2 separate regions of the Zea mays genome follow, and region 2 is linked to region 1. A link is a contact called in public Hi-C data. All regions are on one chromosome and are shown on one strand. The core of a region is the stretch at or near the end of the contact, and the rest is flanking DNA. Distances in the headings are between cores, read along the strand shown.

Region 1 (6,554 bases), core at 2,026-4,525:
CTACGTTGTGTAGAGACCATAAGCCCATAATAGTCATGTTTGAAAAAACAGGAATCCATTCCTTACACATTTCATATAATTTTCTAAGAGTGCCATCTTCATGCAGGTTAAACTCATCAAGCAACATTGTCCATGCAGCCTCAAACTCTATTTCAGTCAATGGATGATGTACTATAGACTGAGATTTTGTCTTAAAATCCGGTTCAGCATAACGTGTATACAACTCATTTAGAAATGGCATGTACCTATTTTGCACATGCCATAGACACAACCTATGGACTGTGTTTAGGAAGACCCGACGTAATGCCACTGGCATTGCAGGGTCTTGATATGTAAATATATATTGTTAGGCATTCTTAGATGATTATTTCTGTAAACAACATATGGTACATACCAAAACAAAATCACAGGCATTGTAAATATGCATAAGTTATTGAATTTATACTCCATGTATTTCAAGTTCATATTTATTATATATACATAAATCATACCTGTCAATATTACTCTTGGTCCTTCAGTCCTCATGCATGTCTTGAATGCATTAAACACTCACTCGAATATTTCAACAGTTTCATCTCTCAACAATGAGAACCCAAACACCGTGCATTGTAGGTGGTGGTTTGCACCAACAAACATCCCTAGGGGGTTTCCATACAAATTAGTCTTATGAGTTGTATCGAAGGCAACTGCATATCCAAAACCAACATACTCTACTTGCTGACTAGCATGAGACTAAAAAATACTCAATATTTTTTCTTCGTTGTCTAGCTGGAAGTCAGAGAAAAATTGTGGATTATCCCTTTTGCATAAGGCAAAAAAGCCAAAAACTTAGACACATCATTGTCATTTTTTTTCTCGTTGCTTCGCTTGTTTCCTGTATAGTACAAAATAAATTAGAATTATTACTCATTAATTTGACATGGATTTTAAACTTTATATCCTAAATTCATAAAGAAAACATTGCTTACAAATTAGCAATGTCCTTTGCTGTAATCAGTACATTTTCAGGACCACCATGCATCTTAGACACGAAGTCCATGATTCAGTGCTGCAGGATTCTGCTTTGCTGCATTGAACTTAGAAACTCCATGTACTCAGGATCATGAGTCTTGTTGCATTGTAGATGCTTCTTTTCAGTATCCTTCTTAATGAAATCATGATTATGTTCTAAGTGCACCAGATCGATTTGTACGGCTACAATATTTTCTTTGGAGTCATCATAGATTTTTTTAGCTTCATACCAGCTTTGCATTGTGTTCTCCTTGAGTATGTATTACGGATTATTGGATTACTAGCTAACGTTTCCGTATTTCTACCCTCCATTGAACAATTTAACCACTTACAGTTCTTCCTCTCCCTATACTTTTTAAGTGGAAAACCAACCTCATATGCATAATGACTATAAAAATTGTATGCCTCATTGACATTTCCAAATGTCATACCGGTCCTAGGCACCATGCTTGGATCAGTACTTTCAGGCTGTGCATTAACATAATCATAAATCCAATAAATATAATATTAGTTATACTCTTAATGTCATAATGCATAAGTTTGATTAAATTGTAGAATAGACATAATCAAAGATAAACAACTTACATGGCTCCGTAGGATATTAGGTGTATCTTGTTCATGATCACTAATGGTCCTCATAGACACCATTTGATTTGCTGCTCCCATTGTTACAATTTCCATTGTATTGTCATCAATTTCCATTGTATTGTCATCATTGACCCCCGGCGCTCGTAATTCTGCAGGTGGTGTTACAATATTTTTCCGTGGACTCGCAGTACTGTTCGGAGATTCAAGTGTTAGGCTGGGTGATGCATGAGCTCCTCCCAGCGTCTTAAGTGTATGCGCTGCTGGTAAACCACCGCATGAGTCTACAGCCGGCCAACATATTTTACTATGTATTTACAAACCGATAGAACTCGTCAATTTTTAATGCACCTGATGCAGCACTGCGCCATGTTGCAGAAGAAACATCTCCTATATCTTGTTCTCCGCCGTCAGCCATGGGTCAACTATGAAGAGACGCCGTCAGTACCCTTTCTTATATGCACCGTGATGTCCAATTTCGTCTAGTCATGTTTACGTAATTTTTTGTGGTCATTTGCGGTATATTTAGTTTGTTCATGCATGCACAGAGATATTCTCGGAAACGTGACTACAACCGGGCCGGTTTTATCTCGGTTTGTTGAAACAATTTTTGTATTTACTTTACTAAATGAAACAAGTTACACAATTTTCTCTACATATTTATGGATCGAGTTTCCGCTGACCTGTATGCCATGCAATATTATCGAAAACTACCATTTATCGTTTGCGATTTTCTCGCGTATCCTGTTTACGCTAAAAGACAAACTCGTTATACTTCGTTTGTGAATGATTTACGCTTTGGTCCGACCAGCCTAGAAAAACTGCGCGTTGCCCGGATCAGCAAATTAGTGGGGCTTTCCGGTACTAATGGAAGCCCTGGGCTGTCGCTGCCGGTGCCAGCCAGGCAGCCTACCACCTCCGACGACTCCAGCAGCTAAGGTCGTCGTCGCGTCGCACACTTGCACAGAATCCTTTATTCTCCAGACATAATCCGAACTAATAATAATAATATCCAATATATATATATATATATATATATATATATATATATATATATATATATATATATATATATATATATATATATATATATATATAATAGACTCCATGCTGTATAATGCCTGGATGACGGTCGCTATCAAGTATGTTCTGGCTTTGCAACTAACTTATGTCCATTCTCCTAAATTCGCACGAGATCGATCTCGCCAGCCGCTGAAGAAAATTCCATCCAGCTTGACCCGTTCCAGTGGCCGGGACGGGACGTGAAGCAACGCCAGACTGGAGTTGTGGAATTCAGCCTCCAGAAGCTGCTGTGCCCAAGGCATTGACCGCACCAAAGCGTGTGACTAGACGGCTCCTCGCGCCTCCCACGGCGCCACAGCTAGCCACGGCCCGCTTGAAGTTTTCTCGCCCTAGCCGCGGACTGGTCGTCGTCGCGGTCCTGCCGTGCCGACACGAAAGTACGCGGGGGCTCGCGTTGCGTCGCCGGCCGAAGTACCAATCGCTCTGCAGCTTCAGGCTTCAGCCATGGACATGTGTACAGTACAGAAGATCCCATCCGGTCCTTAGCCTCGGCTCCACCTCCGCGGCACGGGCGACGCCGATGTAGAATTTCGCGGCAAATGTGCAGCGGCGCCACGCGGTTTTAATAAGCGCGCGCGCGGGGGTGACCGCGACGCTGGCTGGCGCGATGCGCATCTGCCGTACCGTTGAGCGCGTCACTCAGTCTCCGTGTGCTAGCTTAGCTTGTGAGAAACGGAAGCTGAGATCGTCGAGGCGTGGCGCGGCATGTTGCTGCATCTGGCCCTGTAGTAGTGTACATAGGCAGGCACCGCCGCACCGTGCGTCCGTGCCTGCTACTCAGGGCAAACTACTAGCTAGCTAGTCGGTTTCTCCTTCAGGTGACTGTCCCCATGATAGCGGGAGCGGCGGCTGCAGGTCAGCTGCTGGTCGTAGCGGGGGGCGCGCGCTCGTCTGGTTCCGCGGCGCTCCCGTCTCGTCCTCTCGCTCTCCTCCTCCTCCTCCTCCTCCTCCTCCTCTGCCTCGTCGGCGCCGAGCAGGCGGCCCCTACACCCGGTGCCGCCGGAGAGAGGCGGCGCGTGGACGTGGACGTGGGTGTGATCTTGGACCGCACGACATGGCTAGGGAACATCAGCTGGGCGTGCATGGAGCTGGCCCTCCAGGACTTCTACGCCGACGACGACGACGCCGGCTACAGCACCCGGGTCAGGCTGCACCTCAGGGACGCCCCGGCCGGGCCCAGCGCCGTCGACGCCGCGTCCGCAGGTACGTACGATGTCCTGCTTTATTTCAGCATCCGCACTAAGACTTGCAAATAAATCCACACTGCGATGTAATCGAATCAGCTTGTCCGGGCTTCATGGCCTCATGGGAAGAGCTCACATTATCAGCTAGCTGTACTATACGGTTCTTGTACCCCGTTGGTGGTTAGGCCTAGGCCGCGCGCGGGCAGGGAGCGACGACTTGCGAGAGCTAGCCATCTTGAGTTGAGGTCATTGTTGGTGGTTAGGAACTCTGAACGCCCGACGTGACGATCGTGAAAGGTATATATCGCAAAGCAATTCCCTAACAAACTAAATGTTAGGATAGCACTATTAGACAAGCAATTTTTATACACAGTTCTACAGACGGTTGTAACCTTCTCTCGGCGACACGTGTCCAGCTACCAATCTGAAAATAACTGACATCGCAGTAAAATTAGTAATAATTATGAAGATTTTTAAATAAGACAAGCCGCGTATATAGAGTGGTCGAGGACGAGACACCGCGATCGGTGTGGGGGGAGTGAGTGCGAGCTGGCTCCACCACCCAATGCTCATAGAAGGATGAGACATCGGCCACCGGCGTGGGGGCCCAGCTCGCGGCCTCGCCGGACAAGAACAAGCCTCATCGAGCTACTGGCCGGTGACAGAGAACGCGAGGCCGGAGAAGAATGAAGACGAGGAATACTCGATAGAGAGGGCGCGATGCTTACCGATTCCTTTTTGGCACCGTCTGCAGATATTGTACAGTCTTTGTCCCAAAACAAATATACTTTTAACACTAGAATTGAGCTTACGAAAACTCGCATGCTGGGCTCGTAGAAAGGCCGCACATCCGCGCGCGCGGTTGTGGTCGGGTCGACCCAAGCCAGGAAGGCCCAATAGTCATTGTGGTGTGTCAGGTCCGACTGACGGCCCGCCGTTAACGAAACCCGACACTAAGCTGTGTCCAACAAGGACCGCTAAATGGTTCTGTCCGCTAAATTTAGCAGACGACGACCTCCTCTCTTCATTCAACAAAGAGTGCTGAATTTTTCGATAAATTTAGAGGACGTACTTGCACACCCCAAAGGTAGCGGCTCTCTGCTATCCGCTAAATGCTAGTTCTCTCTTCTTGCCACATCGAGGTGGTCCCACACTCCCACTAGCGCTCGCTCGTCTTCCTCCTGAAGACACGCAACATTGTCAGACAAGCTGGCCCCGAACGATAAATTATATTAATTAAGTTGGTACATTAGAGAGTATTAAGATATAGATGATCGAATTTAGGGGATGTTGTTGGAGATGGAGAAAATATAGAGTACAGAATCATTTAGAGAGTACTGTAAAGTATAAAGAATATTTATTTAGAGGATAAAATTTAGAGGACGTTGATGGAGATAGCCTGACTCAGCCCAAAGCGGCTGCACACGGAATTCGAGCCCGTAGGAACATGCCAACATCCCGCTCCCGCACCGGCACTTTTCGGGTGGCGACGCTTCCGGCGGCGGAGGGTTCTCTGTCTCCCGTCCCGCGCCGCCGGGGGCTCTACCGATCCGCTCCTGTCGCCCTCGTCGTTTGCTTTTTCTCGGCATTTTAAGAAGGTATCCTTCTACTCCGCGGCCACATTTGGGTTTGTAGGATTACACAAATTTGGGGTTTCCCATGGTTCTCCCCGTGAGAGTTACGAACTTACGATGCCCAAGCCCACTACATGCATTCTATAACGTTGCTCATCCTTGCTTTCTTTTTGGATAAACACATAGATTCGTACTTTAAGGACACCTTTTTTTTCCCTTCTGAAGTTTCCCTTTCGCATCCTAGTCTAAGAATGCTCGAAGGTTTCAAACTGATTTTGCATGTCCCGGTAGGATGAATGAATAGCACCGAACTTTTTCAGTTTCATGAATGGTTACTAGCTGACATATGTTGCGCGTCTTTGGGAAACACTGCAGGTGTTGATCTACTGAAAAATGTCCATGTGCAAGCAATCGTCGGGCCACAGACATCTACTCAAGCTAAATTTCTTGCAGAGCTTGGGAACAAGGCATCAGTTCCAATCATTTCCTTTTCTGCAAACAGCCCATCCCGTTCACCCAGCCAGACCCCATATTTCATCAGGACGGCATGGAACGACTCCTGCCAAGCTGAAGCTATTGCTTCACTTGTCCAGAACTACAATTGGAGGGAGGTCATCCCTATCATCGAGGACGATGATTCCAACGCAAGGTTCATCCCTGACCTCGTTGATGCCCTGGGACATGTTGATACTCGTGTTCCGTACAGGTGCAAGATCCATCCTTCAGCTGGAGAGGATGAGATAAAGCGTGCTATATCAGGCCTAAAAGAAAATTGGACAAGTGTCTTTGTTGTGCGCATGTCATATCAGTTAGCCCTTAAGTTTTTCCAGCTTGCTAAGGATGAGGGAATGATGGGCCAGGGCTATGTCTGGATTACGGCATATGGTCTGACAGATATCTTCAATGTAGTTGGTTATCCTGCACTTGAAGTGATGGAAGGTGTAGTTGGGATCGAGCCTTATGTTCCAGAAACTGTGAAACTAAACAAATTTAGACGGAGATGGCGTGAGAAATATAGGTCGGAAAATCCTGGTACATCAATTAATGAGCCTATAACGTCTGGTCTATATGCATATGATACAGTATGGGCAATAGCATTAGCAGCAGAGCAGGCCGG
Region 2 (6,478 bases), core at 2,961-5,460, 230 kb after region 1:
CATTGTCACACCAAATCCTTGCAGCAGGAGGACAAGAAACCTTCACCTTTTGTAAAAGGGACTTCACCCGCATTAATATTCCAGTGGCGTTGGCTATAGTTTTATATTCTGCATCAGTATTTGACCTTGAAACTGGGCTGCTTGCGAGCACACCAAGACACCAAATTCTTACCAAGATATACTGTAAAACCTACTGTAGTGCGCCTATCATCAATATCACCAGCTCAATTTGCATTAGAAAAGGCACTTACAAGCATAGAAGGAGACTATAATTTTGACCATATTCAAGAGTAAACTTGACATATTTGACAATTTTAGACCATGCACAAGAGTAAACTTGACAAGCATAGAAGGAGTTATTACTAAGCATTTTCAATGAAGGGCTTGTTCGGTTAGCTCTCAATCCATGTGGATTGAGTGAGATTGGATGAGTTTGAATCCCAAACAAGTCAAACTTCTTCTTAATTTTTTTCAATCCCATATAATCCATGTGTATTGGGAATAACCGAACAAGGCCGAAGTGAATTGTCAAGTGGTATCAAATTCACTGTCTAGCTTGTACGAAGAAATGAGATTGTATAAATTTCTTTGTTAAAGTATTTTTTCTAGGTCCACGAGGTCTCGTTGTGCTGCTAAAAGCATATCTTTTCCCATATATGTCGATGGGGATAGATGGATGCAGTTCATTGTACAGTTCTACAATTTCTGAATTTGATGATCGTATGAAGCTTAGTACCACATAAGATCAAAAATCTTGGGGAACTAAGGGTTGTGGAAAGGACAGGTTTGTTCCTGTGTTCAGTTAAACTGCCTTATATGTCGTCAGATTTAACCATATTACTATATTCAAGGTAGCACACTATGCTCTAGTTATGCTTATTTATCCATAGTTCCTTACTGAATTTTAAGTCTGCTCAATCTTAACATTTTTATTTTTTTCAATACGTCATGTCCCTATGCACTTACAACTCCCAGCTTTTTTTTCAGATAGATTTGGCTAGAGGGCTTCTAAGAAGAATAGTAAATGAGAAAGAATGTTTCTCTTGGACAAGTAGAGTAGGCCTGGTATGTTCCTTCTCCTTGGATTTTATTTCTTAAATAGTAAGTACTATATGCTTATTCATAGAGCAGAACTAGGGCCTCTTTCATTTGTCATTCTTTTAACGCTTAACAATGTAGACTCTCTCACATGTTTTGCCACCTTAGTTTATATTTATTCCTCTACTGCTCCTTTATCTCTTGCTTCAGCTAACAATGGTATATGAATGAAATAGCTATGAAGCATTTCTTTAGTGTTACTGTATGCAATGCTGGTTTTCTGACGTGAACATATATGCTATTAATATCATTCCCACCTTGGCGACGGTTCAGTTCAAATTCAATCATGACTTTGCCTTGTCACATAAGGCAAAGAAAAATTACTTTCCACAAATTAGTGATTGGAAAAATGGTCTCTTGTGTTGTTTTTTCTCCCTTGAACTTTTGTACTTTTTTTTTCTCGAATACGCAGGAGAACTGCGCATCATTATATTAAGTAGAGATTAAGGTCTAAAGAAGACCAAGAACAAAGACTATACAAAAAGGGGGGGGGGGGGGAAGAGGAAAACAAAGAAGAAAAAAAGAGAAAGAGAAATAAAAGGAGAAACAGCTAAGACAAAACCCCAAATCAAGGCCACAACCTTCTCAGTGCCTTAGCACCTTCCAATTCCCAAAGCCTGGCATCCTCATGGATATGCTGTAGAACGGAACTCGTGTTTGGAGAAACACCATAAAAAACATAAGCATTTCTGTGCTTCCAGATCCACCAAGCCACAAGAATAACCAATGTGTTGAAACCATCTCTGTGCAAAACTGGCACAAGACCTTCGGCCACACTCCACCAATCCTGGAACATAGATACGTCCAGCCCTGGTGACACAAGCTGCAGCCCCACTCTACTTAAGATCTGCCACCATATATTCCTGGAGAAGACACATGAAATCAAGATGTGTTGAATTGTCTCCTGCTGCTGATCACAAAGAACACATTTCCCCGGGTGGTCAAGACCTCTACGTGCTAGACGATCCGCTGTCCAGCACCTATTAAGGGAAGCAAGCCAAATGAAGAATTTGCACTTAGGGGGTTCCCAACTCCTCCATATCCTTTCACCCGGCTCAAATTCCACAGAACCAACCAAGAAACGTTGGTAAGCTGTTTTAGCAGAGATCTCCCCCGAAGCACCTGGTAGCCAACGGAAAGCATCAGGTACTCCAGGCTGCAACTGAATATATGGTGAACTTTTGTACTTAAATTGCCTTTTATGGGTTCAAACCAAAAACTGCTATAACCAGATCATGCACAGGCCTACTCCAATCCATATGGGTTGGTGAGGGATTGAGGTTGGAAATGAACTAATTTTTCAAATCAATCCCTCCCAACCCATGTAGTTGTCACACTACTGCATGGTAGTTCTCATAAATACCTAATGAAACTTATGTGCATGTATTTTGCGTATCAGAATGTGATAATCTGGAAACATAACTCGGTAGACTAATGCCATAATAACAGAGCATATGTAAAATAACTATTTATCTTCCACCAGTTTTACAAGTTTAAGCGTATAAAAATGAAAGTAATCATTTTTAAGTCAGTTTCTTTGCTGTTGCTAAAGGTCGCAGTTAAAGTTGAAAGCTTATCTGGATTCACCAACTCTCTTCTAAGGCCCCACGTATTTCCACAGGTGGTTTGTTTGTTACATTCTTATCTTGTATCCCTTCTCTGCTTTACTCTGTTTGTTAATATCTGAAGTTCTGTCTGTTGAAATTGTAGATTATCTTGAATGATCCAGTTGAGAAGTATATGGTTCCATTTCAAGAATCTCGACCATTACCCGCCGACTTAATATTGCGGAAGGTTGTGATGCGTTTGTTGAAAGAGCGTGCAGTTCCTCTTGTGGATGATTGGGGAGGATGCATTGGCATAGTTCACCGCGATGATTGTACCAAGGTATGCTGCGTTGTCTCCTTCAATTAGCGTCAGCAACACATGGTCGATCCTTGTACACAAAGCTAATGAAACGGTTGGCACTGGTTTCAGCGGCAGGGGCAGATTCCTTTTTTGCAACCTCGGTTTCTTAATGATTTTGGCCATGCTACCTATGTCTACAAATAAAAAGAAAACAAGACTAAATCCTTTTACCAAGTGTCCTTTAACTGAAAACATGTTGGAACTATGGTTAATTAGGGGGGGGGTTGATGTTTTACATCTTCCTCTACAATAAAAGAGTAGGGATGCACAATAAGGGATTCGAAGTGCTTTCCACCACTGAAAAACATCATGCCAGTAATTTGAGTTTCTTTTGAATCTGGACTTCATTTTTCCTTTTTTTTTCCAGCTGGACGCACCTCTTATTTCAATGTCTAGAGGGCCACCTCTGTGCGTACCTACTTCAACCACCGTGGAGCACGTCATTGACCTCCTCCTGAGAAACAAGTCCGAGATGGTGATCGTGGTGAAGAGTGGTAACATGTACGAAGGCAGCTACACATCCAGCTCAAGACCCTTGGGCGTTTTCTCCCTCGCCATACTATGGAGCTTCACCGGCGACTACTCGTCAGGATCAGATGATGTCCCCGACGCAGGCATCTCCCGGGCAGCAAAACCCAAACCAGACGCCGAGGCCTGCAACCACAGCTAGTTTGGTGTTTCTTTTGCTCAGCTTATAGCAACTCCGCGTCGTGTTGCCGGGCAAACTAGTCATGTAATGGTCCTCCAGTTGGACAAGGGGTGCATGCGAAAAAAGGTTTTGATCCTGACCTGCTGTGGCTGCGTGCTGCGTACGATGTCTTCTGATGCACAGAGCGAAAGTGACAGTGGACTGGAGATTTCCTCCCAGCCTTCGGTTGAGGCGCCCCACCGCGCAGTGATGGTCCTGAGTCCTGACCGGTTTGGTGGCATGTGGCATCCCTGCTCTCACTCACGGTGCCGTTTTCCGATCAGTAATTGGTAATCCCCTTGGTAACTAATTTGGGTCTATGCTAAGATGTTCACCGATCAGTAGTACTGTGCGCAGTGTATTGCTGCTGCCTGATGCTGGGACTGGGATACAGAATCCTCCTGTTGCCGTGCACAGTTGCTCTTATCTTCTGTGAACCTTCAGTATGGACTGGCAGGACAGTGGATATGTGTCGATGAACGGCCCGAGCACTCCGTTGGGGCCCCGCTTGGACGCCTCATGCCATAGGCCACAGGCCATAGCTAGCATTATCTGCCTTCTGGGAGGTGCATGTGCAGTGCATCTACCCATCTGGGAAGCGGTAGGTTTCCATTGGAGGGCTCTTTGCCTCTTTGGTAGTTTGGTCCCTGTTGTGTCATGCCAGGGTGTGGCACTGTTACGCTCGAAAGTCGAGAGATTTCTGGGTGGGTAGCTTGGGTAGGCCTGGGTGCTTCTGCCCCCTTGTCCAGGAGTGTCTCGGTCCAGCTTTGCATCATCCGTGTTAGTTGGACCGGTGTCACTACCCGGCAGTGACGGCTGGCGCCTGGCGCTCGTACTCGGGGTGGCCCGCCAGCGGCCGGGTGATTATTGCTGCCTGAAAGCATGGAATAATAAGGGCCTTAATTTCAATCCACGTGGATCGAGGATCGAAGGGGTTAAGGGTTTGTAAGTATTGAGAAGGATTGAAGGGATTAAATGTCTTCCAATTCAAAATTAAATAGAAGATGATTTAATCTCTATAAATCACCTTCGATCTCTGTGTGGCCAAGTAGGTTTAAATTCGTAGCATGTCAAAACCTTTGTTCATTCCTTCTCATCTATGTAAGGGCACGTACAATGGTATTTAATGTAGAGATTTTTGATGTGTCTAAAGAGGGTTTTTGCAAAAAAAAAATGTGAAGATGTCTCTGTCTTTGTAACCCAAGTATTAACAGATGTCTCAATTTCTACTGTACGAATTCGTCGTTTGTTCTATCGATCCGATGCTATACAAGCGCATATATTTATAGATACTCTATTGTATAGTAGAGTTTTTTTAGTTGTCTCTTATGCTTAGAGAACTAAATTGGTGTCTCTCCACTATATACACAATATATATATATATATATATATATATATATATATATATATATATATATATATATATATATATATATATATATATATATATATATATATATATATATATATATATATATATATATATATATATATATATATATATATATATGCCCTACTCATAATAACAAAACCTAAATACTTCCGAGAGACGGCCGCCGATCTAGCTAATCCTCGATCGGTGCAGAGAAAGGTAGCGTTTGGTTTCGTTAGATTCTAATGAGTATCTGTATCAACATCTCTCTATCCGAGAAGTCCTCATTAATGGAAGATAACCGAACGAGGGGCATCATTACAAAAAGACAAAAGTTACTATCTGACTCGTGACTTCCTTAGGTTAGGTAGCACAAAATCCAACGTATTAGCTGTGAATCCAAACAGTTTACAAGTATTAGATAATGCTACCAGAGTATACACTATCTGAATTCTAAAAATTCTTCGAGAACCAAACACAGCCAAAGCTAGCCATGCGTGCGTACGTGCATGATAGCTGCAAATCAGCTGGTCCTGTCTGCCAAGGAGGCCCAGGAGCCAATCACGTGGGCCTGTTTGGTTGGCTTCTTTCCTTAGCCTTGCTGCGTGACCTGGATCTGCTGAAGATACGATCAATTTCCTGCAGAGCCTGATCTAAGTTGTTTTGAATATCGTGCAAGCCTAGCTCCACATTTATACATAGACAACTAAACACACACCTCACATGTGTAGAGTCTAATTAATAACAGCCAAACAACAGCATATTGTATCCCACGATGTAAACCCAGTAAATATATGCAAGCAAACGCACAGCAGGGCATGGTGGAGCGGAGAGAGGGGTGGTGGCGCTGACGGTGCTACGACGAGACCAGCTAGAGCGTGGGTGAGGCGGTGCCAGTGCCAGACCACCGCCAGCGCCATGGGCGACACTAATGCCGCCTGTGGCTGCGGTCGGGGCCAGTGGCCAGTGGCCAGTGCACGGAGGCGGGAGGCGCTGGAAGCGAGGAGCCCAATGCGGTGAGGGGACGGGAGCGGGACAGTCGATAAAGAGAATAGAATCTGTGAACGGTTTATTTTTCACTAGTGATATGGTCGCTAATTTTAGTCAACTTCAGAAATTTTAGGTAAATCTAGAGTATTTACTGTATATAGGGCTCTGCTAAACATGCATGACCGTATATGCTTGCATGCATGCGGCCCCGGCCGTGTGGATCGGAGTCGGAGCACTAGAAAGTACGTGTGTTCCGTTTCGTTGTTACCATATGTCCCTTGCCTTTGACTTTGAGAGCAGTCTGCGATTCACAACAGGCGTGCGTGGCCAGGCAAAACGATACTAATAGTGACGCGCTTCCGTTAGAATCTATTATAAAAAATAGATTTAAAGATATCTATCAAAATGATACTAATTATATA

Evidence for each region. A called contact is a pair of places that touch in the nucleus more often than the background predicts.
Region 2: a contact with region 1 is called in a Hi-C map of leaf, with 5 times the contacts expected there. The contact joins the enhancer-like site here to the promoter of LOC103647445 in region 1. A contact is called at or near these places in 2 of 25 Hi-C or Micro-C datasets (ear and leaf).

The regions. Positions count from the first base shown.
Region 1 is chr2:187,693,173-187,699,726 of Zm-B73-REFERENCE-NAM-5.0, forward strand. LOC103647445 (glutamate receptor 2.9) reads left to right here and starts at 3,276. Exons shown (of 4, transcript XM_008671986.4): 1 at 3,276-3,882; 2 at 5,813-6,554. The coding sequence starts at 3,510.
Region 2 is chr2:187,921,326-187,927,803 of Zm-B73-REFERENCE-NAM-5.0, forward strand. It overlaps LOC100278924, which reads left to right. Exons shown (of 12, transcript NM_001279411.1): 9 at 988-1,065; 10 at 2,651-2,719; 11 at 2,809-2,985; 12 at 3,374-3,791. The coding sequence ends at 3,676. Among protein-coding and RNA genes, the nearest start is that of LOC100278924, 16 kb to the left of the region's middle. Within about 2 kb of position 4,211, at least 19 of the 20 cell types and tissues checked have an H3K27ac peak or open chromatin away from gene starts, as enhancers often do. A contact at or near this core is called in ear and leaf, where this site is marked.